Regions from separate parts of the Arachis hypogaea genome. Here region 1 is linked to region 2. A link is a contact called in public Hi-C data. All regions are on one chromosome and are shown on one strand. Each heading gives the region's core, a stretch centred on a gene start, on an enhancer-like site or on the middle of the called end of the contact. The rest is flanking DNA. Distances are from core to core; before and after follow the strand shown. Region 1 holds the start of LOC112758772 (large ribosomal subunit protein uL14x/uL14z/uL14y). Region 2 overlaps LOC112758771 (protein PHOSPHATE STARVATION RESPONSE 1).

Region 1 (4,249 bases), core at 1,249-3,748, 43 kb after region 2:
ATTTATATTTGAATAATTCATACAAAAAAAATTTATTTATCAATTATATTTGAATATAATTATATAAAAATATTTTTTTATTTATTTATTATGTAAAAAATATTTTTTTAAAGAAAAAATTTTTTTAAAAAATTATATAAATTATAATTTTTTAAAAAAGATATTTTTAATTTTTTTTATTACTTTTATTTTTACTATTAAAAATTTACTGAATACATTAAAAATAATTTTTTTTTATTAATTTGACACTCAAACAAGTACAAAATCTAAGAGTCCCAAACAACCCAAGTAACAGTTTTGAGTTGGATAAGGCACCGTATACCCGAAAGCAAATAGAAGATATATTGCTACGTAATCCGCCGCCTACACCAATGCCAGCAGCTTTCTGCCCACTTCACAAGATTTGGACTTTAATTCTCGGATCAAATTTCGCAAGCTTCGAGTCCATTTTGGACCACTTCTCAAAATTAGGGAAAATTTAGTGCTGTGTTCAGTGGATCCCTGCAGCAGCTTGAGCAAAAGGTGGCTTCAAAGTAGGCAGAGGATCATCTTGTGCAACAATCTTAGATGGTGATGGGGTGTGTTGACCTACCCGAAACACCGTGGATGCGGCAAGGGAGCATCTTGGTCATGGCAGCTCAACAGTGATCGCAGTGCTATTCTTGGTGACAGACACCAGTGGATGTGGTTGTGCCGTTTTCATAGTCCATTAAACACTTTTTTCCTAAAAGTTGGATCTCAAATATCCACCTCAATAGTTAATAGGGTGAACATTCACCAGAACATTTCAGCATTAAAATTCATTTTGACTGAGTAGTGAGAATCCTCTTAAATTACACTGGTCCTGCATTACAGACTAACAAAATGATTTTTTTTTGTTGGGAGAGTGTTTTAAGACTTGAACTATTCAACGCAAAGAAACCAATTAGCAACATTGAGTGCCAGGCAGACACTCGAATTAAGTGTTTCATATCCTATGAATGAGGACAGTCAAAATTTAAACCTTTAAAATCACTACTACTCCCCCGATCAAAACAAAACACTAAACAGGTATTCCATTCATCCGATTATCATAAAACTAAATTGATAGACCCAGATACTCATGAATCCCAACAAATAGAGTGAATAAAAATAAAATAAAAAACAAAGAAAAACACAACTTTATAACTACCACTTAATGCCATAAAAAGTTTCTCACATAAGTTATAATAATATAAATCTCTATCACATTCAGTACAGCTGAAGCTAAAACCAAAATCGGAGGCTTCTTTAACAAGCAGAAACTTTAACATATATAATTGCTAGAAATCAAACTCAAACAATGGCATTGGCTGCGCTTGCAATCCTAGGCCATAGATCAGCACACTCCTTTCCAATTGGACCAGTGATAGCGGAACCTACAATAACAACAATGACAACAAATCAAAACCACAACCACAAATTCACTACACAAAGAACCGCTTATAAATTTAAAAACATGTAGAGAAAATAATGTAACATCATAATCCAATACAACAGCTAGTTCATTTTTCTTAAAGGAACAAGCTCACAAACATTTCTTCACCATTATTGTCAAATATCTTGTTAAAAGCAGAAAGGAAAAAAACTATTGAAATAATTTACCTTTCATTTCACCCTTGGGATTCACAATGACTCCAGCATTATCTGCACAATTCAAAAAACCCCAATCAAAAACCATTTTCCAAACATAAAAATAGTTAAGTTAGTACACAAATAAAATGCTAATCCTAATCAACAATAATCAGTAATAAAAAATAATAACCATAATCAGAGCCTAACCTATAATGATCTAACCAAAATCAAAGATGAATCCGCATTAAAGCTAAAAATAAAAGAATATAACATGACTGAAGCAAATAAAAGAATAAAGAAGCAAAGGGACTTTATTGTTATGACCTTCGAAGTACATGTAAACACCGTCCTTTCGGCGGAAGGGCTTGCGCTGGCGGACGATGACAGCTGGCAGCACCTTCTTACGGAGATCAGGCTTCCCCTTCTTGACGGTGGCCATCACCATGTCGCCGACGCAAGCGGAAGGCAAACGATTAAGGCGGCCCTTGATCCCCTTAACGGAGATGATGTAGAGGTTCTTGGCACCAGTATTGTCGGCGCAGTTCACCGTAGCCGCCACCGGAAGACCCAGCGACATCCTGAACTTGTTACCCGCATTTCCACCGCGACCTGAACAGAAATCGAACAACAAAATACAAAAGAATCAAATTGTGAATTAGTAGAAAAATGAAGGTTAGTTAGATTTAGGTATAGTTATCTTGGCGAATTAGAGAAGAATTGAATAAGTAGAGGAGAGGCACCTCTCTTGGACGCCATTGTTGGTTCTCTATAGATCACAAACACAAACCCTAATTTTGTGTCTTTCTGCTGTTTATATATGCCACTCTCAGACTCTAACTAGGGTTTATGGAGTAGTATGGGCCCCCAACAGGCAGGCGCATTGAATACCTCTTTTTGTTTTTGTCCAAAAAAAAAAAAAATAAATTTCTCATCAAAGACTTGCTAAGGTAAGTAACTAGGGGTGAGCACGGGTAGCGGGTACCCGATTACCTGTCCGAACTCGAACCGAACCAATTAAATTGGTTCTAAAATTAATGGGTAATTGGGTCAAATCCGAACCAAACCGATGATTTTTATTAGTGATTGGTTCGGGTATCGATTTTGCGGGTGCGGAATCTGAACCAACCCGCGAACCCAATCATATATTAATTAAATAAAAAAAATAAAAAAATGTATATGGTTTTTTCACAATGATTATACATTATTAATATGTTTGGATTTTAATGAGTTTAGTTTTTAATGTATTTGGTGTTTAATATGTTTGAATTATTTCTATTGATGTTACATATTTATTGTACTTGTTGAATTTTTAAGATAAAAATTTGGTTTTTTTATGAATTTCAAAGTCATCGGATACCCAATTACCCGAACCGAACCAATCCGATCTTAATCAGTTTGGTTTGGTTCGGGTACATGTACAAAAAAATGTAAATCCAAACTAAACCGAACCAATTACATTTTGATCGATTCGATTCTAATTTTACCATAAATTCGAACCAAACCGACCCGTACTCACCCCTCTAAATAACCTCGCCCGGCTCCAGAAATTTTTTTTAATGACTAGCTCCAGAAGTTTTAATAGATCCAAAAAGAAATATTGAAATTTTAAATCGCGACTTTGCCACTTTTTTTATTTAAATAAAATAAAAAAATTAATATTACTAAATTCTCGTAAACCAAATTTAAAATTGATTTTGTAAAATTAATTTTAATCAAAAGTGAGTTAGTATTAACGTAGTTTATATTTAATAATTTTTATTTAAAATAGATTATAATAAATTAAATATTGTTTAGATTACATTTTTTAAAATTATTTTTAGATAAAAATTATAAAAAATGACATAAATTTAAATAATTATTTTATGTTATTTTATAATTTTATTTTAGATATTTAAATAAATTTTAATTTTTTTTAGTATTCTCAGTCCTCTTTAATACTCTATTAAAATTAATAGAATCATAATACAAAATAAAAAATGTTCCATATAAAAAAGAAATAACAATAACGATAAAAAAAAAGAATTTTATAAAAATAATAATATGGGTGAGAGTATTGGAAAAAAAACATTATACATATTCAAAAAAAATAATAAAAAAACTAATTTTTAATATTTATATGATATTTTTTAATAAAAAATTATATTAATTTAAATAAAAAAATTAGTTAGCCCTTGTATATAGTATATACACACGCATTTTCATAATAAGTGATTAAGTGTCTTATATTAAAAGAAAATATATTTTAATTTTTTTTTGTGTTAAAAAATTAATAATAAATATTTAACACATTTAAGAATAAATGTTACATGTCTAATTACTTGTATAAATATTATTTAATCTAACTAAAATAAAATGCAACTTGAAATGGTCAAAAATTAATATTATTTTAAACATCATTAGTTTTAAATGATTTTTTTTTCAACCAAATCTCCAATAAGTATTTATTTTTCAACTTTTAAAAACCAGTACTTTTTGGTAAATAAGTCTTTGGTCTTTCTTCTATCAATAGTGTAGTATTTTTTTGTATAGTTATAATTTATATTATATTTTTTAAAACTTTATGTATGTGTTATTTTTGCAAAATTTCGTTATTTTAAAAATTTGTGTTCTTTTTACAATTTTTCAATGAATTAGCTTAAAATTTAATAAAAAATAA
Region 2 (4,298 bases), core at 1,477-3,976:
TTTATCCTTCTGTTTAAATGCAAGTTCCCACTGCATATTATCCTACAGTTTGCATAAATATGTTTTGAAGTTTCTAAAGGCAAACTATTAAACCATATCTATATGCTATCTTCCATTTCCATATATATATATATATATATGGAAATTGGGTGAAAATTCTAGGCTACATGAAGTAGATTTGAGTATCTTATTGAGCATTAACATGCATATAAATCCACTTTTCTATTTTATACTTTTATGCGAAAACCGAAAAGAAGTAGAGTTTTGATATTATATAACTACAAAAGTACTAGTATGTAGTTCTATTATTTCCTTAAAAAAATCAATTTTAGGTCAATCTTGTATATTGGTAATCTTGTGAAACCTTAGCTCTGTGAAATCTATTACTGATCATTGGTTTTTGCATTTGATAACCGGAAGTACTGTGTCTTAAGTCGCTTCCTTTGAAATCTGTAGCATTTTCTTTGTATATGTAGTTAGATAATGGGCTATTGGTTGACAGTTTACATTGTGTTCACAGGATCTTCTGAGAAAAAACTAGGTACCATTGAAGAGATGCCATCTTTAGATTTGAAGACGTAAGTTAATTATTTACTGCTATTTTAAGTACCTTTTGTTATGTAATATTTCTGTGTTTTTGTGACATTGAAGAGATGCCATCTCTAGATTTAAAAATGTAAGTTAATTATATGCCATCTCTAGATTTAAAAATGTAAGTTAATTATCTACTGCTATTTTAAGTAACTTCTGTTATGTAGTATTTCTGGGTTCTTGTGACTATTGATGCATCAATTAAAGCAATCTGATGTTGCTAATTAAAGCAATATCCATAGATTTTAAATATTAGGTCATTTTCCATGAACAGACACGATTTTTTTTTTTTCTGACTTCATCATTGTGTTGTACAGTGGTATTGAAATCACTGAAGCTCTGCGAATGCAGATGGAGGTTCAGAAGCGCTTGCACGAGCAGCTTGAGGTATGTGCTTCCTTTATTTGGGAATCTACAGTAGGATATGTTTGGTGAATTGTTACATGGCTAAGACATGTTTTAAGGAGTTTGTTTGCAAGCTTTATTTCTGTTGCAATACTATAGAATTTCATCATTTATAGCTAAGTGGAATTAGTGAGAATAACAGTTTAAGAGTTGCTAGTTTTGAAATGAACTTCAAGTGAGGTTTGTGAGCTTGTTGATAGGAAATTATAGCATAAAGAAAGGACCAACAATCACTGAATAGTTATAAATCCTCCAGAAGCTGCAAATAGTAAGGGGAAACAAAATACATCAGCTCATAAGAGCAACCCAGCCATTCCATAGAAGTTAAGGAGGAATTTATGTATTGGTAAAATTAGTTGAATTTCACCGTAAACAAATAACTGAACATATATAAACTCCAAGTCAAACAGACACATTCAGTAGTCTCTGATTAGTCTAAAATAGCTTACAAAATAGTTACGGAAGTATCTTACACTGCAAAAGGAGGTCAGCATCTCAGTTGTTTCTCTTTCCTTTTTACTGCTACTAACAATGCATGGGACATTTTTCAAGGCCTTTGAACTCCTCTTGATTCTTATATTCCGTTTTCCTTGATTTAAGAGTAACAAAATATCCTTACTATATTTAGCCATGTGGAATTTGGTAATCAGCAAATATGCCTATAGAATTTATGTTTTTGTTAAATCTGTTTGATGAACTGTCACGACTCTACACTTATTTCTCTTACATTTATAATGTCCTTTTTTGCCTTAGCTGATACAGTTTTCTCCCCCTTCTTTTTGCATCAGATTCAAAGAAATCTACAGTTACGTATAGAAGAACAAGGAAGGTATCTCCAGATGATGTTTGAGAAGCAATGCAAATCTGGTGGCATTGAACCATTCAAGGCATCATCATCTGCCATTGATAGTACATCTGGAGTGTCCTCTGATGCCATGAAAGATTCACCTGCCAAAAGTGAAATGGAAGCCATCCCAGTGGACCTTTGCAGTTCAGGGCCTCATCAAGCTAATGGCAATGCCACAGCTGAGAAAAAATCCCTGGAAGTGAGTGGGAAGCAAGATGCTCCCGAAGATCCTAAGCAACTTGCTTCTGAAAGTGAAGATAGTGGTCATCCCCCAAAGCGTCCGAGGACAGATGAGTGAGGCAATGTGATCTGTTGAATCAGCATTGAACTGAGAAAAGACGATACTGATTCATTAAAGATTCTATTTTAAGTAAGGAAGGCTAGTCTGATTGATATCTAGAGCTCCGTAACTTAACGAGATCTTCCTGTCCTGTTTTGTTCAATAAGGACTTGCATGTTTACTTTTAATTTAGCTGAAAAATGATAAAAAGTTTTGGTAATCCACATTTGATACCTTGGTCAGTGTGAGATTCTAGTGTACAGTTGAGATAAGTCTTACCACCCTCCTGTAGTCCAAACAGTCCAAATTTCTTGTACTATGTACAACAGCTCCAACTTGAACTCTTTCTTTATCTGGACGAAATAAAATTTAAAAGGAAAAAAAAAATGCCAAAAGGAGGCACAATTCTAGATTTAACGTTGCTCCCTTCTTATTGTTTAACTATGGAATTGGAGCATATTTTCTTGCAGTTTAGTTTTTGCGTTTCATTCTGTGATTTCTTTTATCAGAAATTTTGGCATTGTTTCACTAGTAATAGAAGGGAATACCTTTCAATTTTGGTGTAGAACCAAGCTGCAGTTCTACACATGTAGATTGTTGTTGTTGAGTGGAGAGGAGGACAAGTGCCCCCACCAGGGTACATATTTTGGCGTGATGCGCTAGGTCAGATAGAACATTCAGGTTAAAACTGTTCATACACGTGATGAAAGAAAGTGGCATGAATAATTAAAGTAAGGGATAAAGTATACTTTTTGTTCTTGAAATTTGACAAAGATTTTAAAAATATCCTTAAGTTTTATTTTGTTTTAATTTTATCTTAAAAATTTTCGATTTGCATCAAATATATCCTCGATGGCTAAATTTTCAAAAAATTTAAGACCAATCTAGACTGGTTGCGCAAAACGCTATGACTAGATTGGTTGTGCAGCGGTGGATGAATGGACCGTGGCTAATAGCTACAATGGTTGTGCTAGAACTGAGTAGCAAGAACGGCTAAATCGCAAGGTGAAAGAAGAGTCTTGGAAGAAAATAGAAGGGTAGGGTTTAGAATAACGAAGTGAAATGGTTTTTTCCTTCCATTTTCTCGCCTAAGTCGGACTGAAATATTTTTTGTGGGTCCCTTTTACTTTTTGGTACGGGAATTATTTTTCTTAGCGTTTTCTTTCTAAACCAAATTATTGAAATATGACATTTCTCTCCAATTTCTTTCCTTTCGCGTTTATTCTCCCCTGTCTTCCATCTAAACAAACACAGTGTAAGAGATAACATATGAATTCAATAATAACACATCAAAGTTAAAATATCAATTCAGCTCACATATAATACATGTAAATTCATTTGCATTTTTTTAAAGGAGTGATCAACGTCCTAGTTGATAGTCAGCCCACATTTGAGCAGCTATTTCATCCCTTAACATAGCTCCCAGCCTATAGTCTTCATCGTGTTCATGTCAAACTATTTCATCCTCTTCTAGATTATTATCTTGCATTTCTCGATCAACTTGAATTATGAGATGTGGATCAGGATCTACATCCATTAAAAAATTATGTAATACAAAACAAGCTAGAACAATTTCAGTCATAGTTTCAAAGTTATAATGTGGTTTAGTGCCACTTGTGATTATTGTAAATATTTTTTTCAAAACTCCAAATAACCTTTCGATAACATTTCTCAATAAAGTATCCGAAGATTAAATAATTTCTTTTCATTTTCTAGGCCATGTCTTGCATAATCTTTTAAGTGATATCTTACCCATGAATCCAGCATCTCCAAGGTAAAATTTTTCTACAAAATTTATCATTTAAAATAATTAATTTAAAATAAACACATAAACTATTAACCTTTAACTACTTATGATATAATGATGTTTTATGTTTTAACTATTAACCTTTAACTAAAATAAACACATAAACTATTAACCTTTAACCTTTAACTACTTAGTTTAAGATTATTATCCCTTAATAATGCGTTCTTCAGAACTTTTGAGTCAAATGCTGTTCCTTTCCAACCCGTTAATACATAAGTGAACTTCATATCAAAATCACATGCATTTAATACATTTAGTGTCGGCCACTCTTTTCTCCCTCGAAATTTGGGTTGATCTGCTATTGGCACTTTAACACAAAAATGTGTTCCATCTATAGCTCCAATACAATCCTTAATAATAGTCCATTA

The links. A called contact is a pair of places that touch in the nucleus more often than the background predicts.
Region 1: a contact with region 2 is called in a Hi-C map of leaf, with 1.8 times the contacts expected there. The contact joins the promoter of LOC112758772 here to the enhancer-like site in region 2. A contact is called at or near these places in 2 of 8 Hi-C or Micro-C datasets (both in leaf).

Annotation. Positions count from the first base shown.
Region 1 is chr16:28,318,742-28,322,990 of arahy.Tifrunner.gnm2.J5K5, forward strand. It overlaps LOC112758772 (large ribosomal subunit protein uL14x/uL14z/uL14y), which reads right to left and starts at 2,499. Exons shown (of 4, transcript XM_025807515.3): 1 at 2,334-2,499; 2 at 1,918-2,202; 3 at 1,624-1,665; 4 at 1,161-1,397. The coding sequence starts at 2,349. The coding sequence ends at 1,315.
Region 2 is chr16:28,275,470-28,279,767 of arahy.Tifrunner.gnm2.J5K5, forward strand. It overlaps LOC112758771 (protein PHOSPHATE STARVATION RESPONSE 1), which reads left to right. Exons shown (of 8, transcript XM_072220145.1): 6 at 521-578; 7 at 909-978; 8 at 1,785-2,540. The coding sequence ends at 2,141. Among protein-coding and RNA genes, the nearest start is that of LOC112758771, 5.5 kb to the left of the region's middle. Within about 2 kb of position 2,727, at least 2 of the 3 cell types and tissues checked have open chromatin away from gene starts, as enhancers often do.